Linked DNA regions of Sus scrofa: region 2 is linked to region 1. The links are chromatin contacts, called in public Hi-C maps. All regions are on one chromosome and are shown on one strand. Each heading gives the region's core, a stretch centred on a gene start, on an enhancer-like site or on the middle of the called end of the contact. The rest is flanking DNA. Distances are from core to core; before and after follow the strand shown. Region 1 has its middle 50 kb from the start of ITPR2. Region 2 holds the start of ITPR2 (inositol 1,4,5-trisphosphate receptor type 2).

Evidence for each region. Hi-C and Micro-C count contacts between places; a contact is called where the count stands out from the background.
Region 2: a contact with region 1 is called in a Hi-C map of retroperitoneal adipose tissue, with 2.3 times the contacts expected there. The contact joins the promoter of ITPR2 here to the enhancer-like site in region 1. A contact is called at or near these places in 1 of 5 promoter capture datasets (liver), 7 of 47 Hi-C or Micro-C datasets (embryonic fibroblasts, fetal heart ventricle, omental adipose tissue and 3 more) and 2 of 2 datasets of contacts at active chromatin or transcription factors (alveolar macrophages and skeletal muscle).

The regions. Positions count from the first base shown.
Region 1 is chr5:46,884,889-46,887,588 of Sscrofa11.1, forward strand. No RefSeq gene overlaps it. Among named protein-coding and RNA genes, the nearest start is that of ITPR2, 50 kb to the right of the region's middle. Within about 2 kb of position 1,438, at least 16 of the 83 cell types and tissues checked have an H3K27ac peak or open chromatin away from gene starts, as enhancers often do. A contact at or near this core is called in alveolar macrophages and retroperitoneal adipose tissue, where this site is marked.
Region 2 is chr5:46,934,696-46,937,395 of Sscrofa11.1, forward strand. It overlaps ITPR2 (inositol 1,4,5-trisphosphate receptor type 2), which reads left to right and starts at 1,432. Exons shown (of 58, transcript XM_021092920.1): 1 at 1,432-1,777. It overlaps LOC110260584, which reads right to left and starts at 1,687. Exons shown (of 3, transcript XM_021091237.1): 1 at 1,439-1,687; 2 at 785-1,398. The coding sequence starts at 1,687. The coding sequence ends at 826.

The DNA.
Region 1 (2,700 bases), core at 188-2,687:
TTCCCGTCATGGCACAGTGGTTAACAAATCCGACTAGGAACCATGAGGTTGCGGGTTCGATCCCTGGCCTTACTCAGTGGGTTAACGATCCGGCGTTGCCGTGAGCTGTGCGGTAGGTCGCAGACGCGGCTTGGATCCTGCATTGCTGTGGCTCTGGCGTAGGCCGGTGGCAACAGCTCCGATTAGACCCCTAGTCTGGGAACTCCATGTGCCGCGAGAGCGGCCCAATAAATGGCAAAAAAGACAAAAAAAAAAAAAAAAGAAGAAGAAGACTCTGCCCTCCACTGCTCCACTGGAAAGATTTGTGGGAAGTTTTATAGTAAAAAGGAGAAAAACAGGCTTTCAGATAAGAATTAGGATTGGGGCAAACATGCATTCTTCTTTCTTTGGGTAAATCTTGGTCATCAAAGCTGGCATCAGATCTCCACATGTTCTTGGTGGTGGTCTTCTGGGTCACTGACTAGAATAACAGGACTTGTGAAAAGGGTGTATTGATCAGAGATTAGAACAAAGTAGGAAAGTTCCTGAAAAACATCATGTAAACCCACAGGCAATTGTGCTCATGGTGCCTAATCTTTAGCTTACAGGTGATCGTGTTTAGGGTGCAATTAAGACCAGGAGAAGGACAAGGAAGGACTCTAAGCTGTTCAGTGTTAAAGTATTTACTTTTAATATAAGCATAAGGAATATCACTTCTCTCTTAGGTGTATAAGATGCCGACATCATTCTGTGTGCCCCTTGAGAGGGAACCAGGATCCTGCCCAAAGACTGTACTATGGTTTTTTGACCGTTGTCTCTGCATCCCCTTCCTTCCCTGATCAGCAATTGTCTGAATCTGCCCCTTGGAACTTAGGGAAGGCCATGGAGGCTGAATGAGGTCTATTTCCTAAAAGTAAGAAATGGGGTTGGGGGGAGTTCCCGTCGTGGTGCAGTGGAAACGAATCCGACCAGGAACCATGAGGTTGTGGGTTTGATCCCTGGCCTTGCTCAGTGGGTTAAGGATCCGGCGTTGCCGTGAGCTGTGGTGTAGGTGGAAGACACGGCTCAGATTCCAGGTTGCTGTGGCTGTGGTGTAGGCCGGCAGCTACAGCTCCGATTTGACCCCTAGCCTGGGAACCTCCATATGCCGTGGGTATGGCTCTAAAAAGACCAAAAAAAAAAAAAAAAAAAAAAAAAAAGAAAAGAAAAGAAAGAAAGAAAGAAATGGGGGGCATAGAAAGGTTTTTGTGCCCAGGAACCCCATGGGGCCCTGCTCTGTTACAAACTGATGTAGCTCCCAACCAGTCACCCATCTTCTGGGCCAAAGACGTGAGCAAATGACTCTGGCCTGGTCAGTCATAATCCTCAGTTCCTCCTGCAGTGGGGAAAATCCAGGTTTGGGGAAGAGACCCGGGCTCAGCTTACCAGATCCTTTTACTGTCTTCCGGGTTTTTACATGGACATGCTGGGACATAAACTCCCTTTCCTCTAGAGCTGCTGTGTTAACCTGCCACTCCCTATCTCTACTCCTTCAGATCTCCACTCCACCCCAATCTTCTTGCAGAACCCCAAGACTAGCCTTTTCTGGTTTCTAGAACTTGTTACAGAACAGCCCAGACAGGTACAGCCACTCAGGGTACTAGTTACAATGAATTCCTTTTCAGCTCTCAACGGACTGAGGGCTCGAGCCTTTCTTCTGCACCGTGAGCACGAGGTTAGGCTTGGCCAGTAGAGGGCACCAGAGAGACGCTGCAGGGAGACGGAAAAGCTGGTTTCCCTGCGAGGTTTTTGGTCTGGCTGCCTGCTGCTGGAAGGAAGGCTCAGCAAGGTTGTGTGTGGAAGCAGACATCAGGTGTCCTCTGCAACAGCCACACACTGTCCCTTGGTGACCTTGCAGCCCGGCCCAGGCCCAGCTGACCACTAACCGTGATCCTACTGCCTGGACACTGGTGTGTTCCAGAGCCTCTCTGTGTATCCACCCACCAGCCAAGGCACATCTATATCCTGGAAGGTTGTTTCCTCCTGGACCAGCTCTGGCTTAAGCAACCCAGAAAAATTCCTTGCCATCCTGTGGGTGGCAATGGTCCTTTTCCCTAAGGAGGTCTAAACCCTCTTCCGAGTTTTCTCTCTCTTAGGCACTCTTAAGCAGTTGTAGGTACAATTTAGAGTCCTTTTTTAAAAGTTACTCTTCTGTCCTAGCTAATAATTCTTTACATAAAACCTTCCCTGCTCAAAGTACTTTGTTTCCTGATTGTCCAGATTTATTCACCCCCTTTTTTTTTTTTTTTTTGGCCATGCCTGGGGCATGTGGAAGTTCTCACCAGGGATGGAACATGAGCAAAAGCAGTGACTCAAGCCACAGCAGCGACGACACCAGATCCTTAACCCACTAAGCTACCTTATTCTTGACATTAGTCTTAGTTTCTGTGATTAGCTTGGTTCACTTCTTAGCTCTATGTTGTTAGTGTTTTATTATTACTGTTCCCCTTTGAGGTCTATGTATAATGGGAGAAACAATCACTGTCTTACCTGTTATTGTGCATATGGAAAAGTCTGTTAATTATGAAGTGATATATTTTTCTTTTTTTCTTTTTATGGCCAAACCTGTGGCATGTGGAAGTTCCTGGGCCAGGGGTTAAATCTGAGCCTGCACCTCAGCCACAGCAATGCCAGATCCAGCAGCTGCATCTGTGAACTCCACTGCACTCTGCGGCAATGCTG
Region 2 (2,700 bases), core at 182-2,681, 50 kb after region 1:
TCTGGGTCTAACACTTTATTCTTTATCCTGCAGGCTTTCTAAACACAAATTTCTGAATATTAAGCTTATTCTTTCATATTTCATAATGTGATTATAAGTCTCAACCCAAACCATCTTCAAAGTGTAAGAGAGCCTCAAACTGTAAATTTAAATTTTGGTGAGTTGCACAATTGGGCACACATTCTTTACAAGCCCTGGGTTCCTCCATCTTTCAGCAAACCTTGCTCCAGGGGGAATTACTTTGGTCACAAATTCTTTGATTGGGTGGCTAGTCAAAACTGCCACCCAGAGTTTGCCTTTTTCAGGTCTTCCAGAAAGGTAGGAGAAAAATCTAACATGATGAGGGTTACAAAAGCAACAGAGAAGGTGTGGAAATGTGCCCGGCCTCCAGTTTCATTTATGATCGCTGGAGCTTTAAGAGTCAGAAACTTTAAATGTAAACAAAGCGGGACAGTCAGTAAAAAGGTGACAGCGGGCTCCCGGAGGTGGGAGGTTAAACCTGGGCTTGGGTTTAAGAGAAGGAGGCGCGGCCTTGGGAGGCTTAAGAGAAAGTTCACTGCCATAGGTTGGCTTAAAAAACTGCTGGCTCGGCCAAGTGACGTTTACCTCGCGTCCACCTGGACAGCTGCTGACGGGTCAGGTTTCACTAACGCCCTATACTAGAAACAAAACCCCAAACTACACACTTCATATAGAGCAGACCCTCCATCTCCCTTCCTTCCCTCTCCTTCTCTTTATTTTCTTTCTTGTGTATTTTTTTTAAATGTCTGTTTTTTCCCTTTACCTCAACACCTTCCTCTCCTCTTTGTCAGCAAATTACCCATCTTACTCCGGTTCCACCTTTTCATCTCCGAGGGGCATCGCGGGCTCACTCTTGCTCTGGTCCTGCGCTCCCTCTCCATCGCCAATTCTCATCCTCCCCGCCTCCTTTAAGACCCGGGAAAGGGTCTCGGCCCCGTCATCCTTCACTTTTCTGGGAGGGAACTGTCGCACCTCAAGTCTAGCTAGCCTCTCCCGGGGCGGGGGGCCCTCCGGGGCCCACTTCCCGGCTCCGGGCCCCCGCAGCCCCTCCAGCGCCTCCCCGCGTTGGGTTAGCGCGCGCCGCAGCTGCCAGGGTGGCCTGGCCCCCCATATTCGCCCCGCCCCGGCCCGGCTCCACCCCCGGCCGCCGCCGCCTGATTGGCCTGCACCCCCTGCTCTAAGGGCGCCTCTCCTCCCCTTCGCCCAATGGGCACAGGCACCTGGTCCAAAAATTCCCCGGAGAGGACCTAGGGGCTCTGCAAGCACTAGCTTCTGCTCCGCAGCGGGACAGCAACGGTGGGGCGCGGAGCCTGAAGGGGACGGGGAGGGGGAGCGGAGGAGGGAGGAGGAGGAGCAAAGGTGTTGGAGAGAAAACTTCTGAAAGGAACAGGAAACCTGCCGGGGAGGCAGCAGCTACGGCTCTCAGGGCGTCCGGGCCGCGCACGTCTCTGGGTGCCCTAAGCTGCGGCTTGCTCCTGGAGGTTCCCGGGTGCGGGGCAGGGCTGAGCCCGACACTCGATCCCTCGGCGGTGTCCACCGTCGCCGCCGCCGCTCTGGGCGCTGCAGGAGGGCGCTCCATTCCGCCTCTGCCGCGGTGGCTCGCTGGAGAGGGCGGAGAGGGCACAGGGAAGAGGAGGGACGTCTTCTTCCGAGCATGAAGCAGCATGTCCGATAAAATGTCCAGCTTCCTCTATATAGGGGACATCGTGTCCCTGTACGCGGAGGGCTCGGTCAACGGCTTCATCAACACGCTGGGGTAAGTCGGGGCGCGGGCTGGGGAGCGCTGGCGCTCGGTCCCCTCGGAACCCATCCCGGTCCCTCCTGGCGCCGCCGGGTCCTCGGGCGCCAGCTCCCGCCTTGGGTGGCGGGGCGGGCGGGCGGGCAGGCTCTGCGCCGGCGGACAGCGCCGTGCCTTCGGCTCGCTAGCTCGCAGGAAGCTGCCCCAAGAGGCTAGACTTTCTCAGCAACTTCGTAATCTCAAGCTCAGAGACTCTTCTGAAAAGGAGGAAGTGATTCAGAAGCCCGGAGACAGGCCGGGAGAAGAAGTCTTCGTTGGCTTCTCCGTGGGTTGTTTTGATTAAAACATTTCTGTTTTGTTTTGTTTTTCCCTTGGAGGTGAAACAAAACGCCCCCTCTCCGCTTCTTTGCTCGCCCCCACTCTCAAGCCCCTGTCCCTCAAGGCCGGGTTTGTAAGAGCAATCGATGAAAAGTCCGTGGCCTTGGACATGAAACTTGGGCGATGTAGTGAGCCGAGAGTGGCTTTGCCCTGCGGGAGAAGCTCACCGTCCCCGCTTCCCTGAAATAATTTCCTTTCAGCTTTGCGGAACGGGGACTTGCCGCGCCTCGCAGGCAGCTCGGGGACGTCCGCCGCGCGGCGACCCTCAGAAAGCACCGAAGGCCTCCGGCGTTATGGAACTCACACCTGCTTTCTCCCCTTCCTGGGCCTTGGCCCACTGAAAGGCTGAACCCCTCCTGAGACTCAGCCAAGTGCAGGGCTCTTAAGGTTTGAGTTGATTTATGAATGAGGGAAATATATATATAAACATAATCGTGTGTTAGATGGTTAAAGAGGACTTCCTTGATTACTAGTATTTTCTCTCTGTCCTGATGGTGAGTACCAGTAAGTAGTTTAAATGCGCACTGCTTTGTATTTTATGCATACTTTTTTGTTGTTGTTGT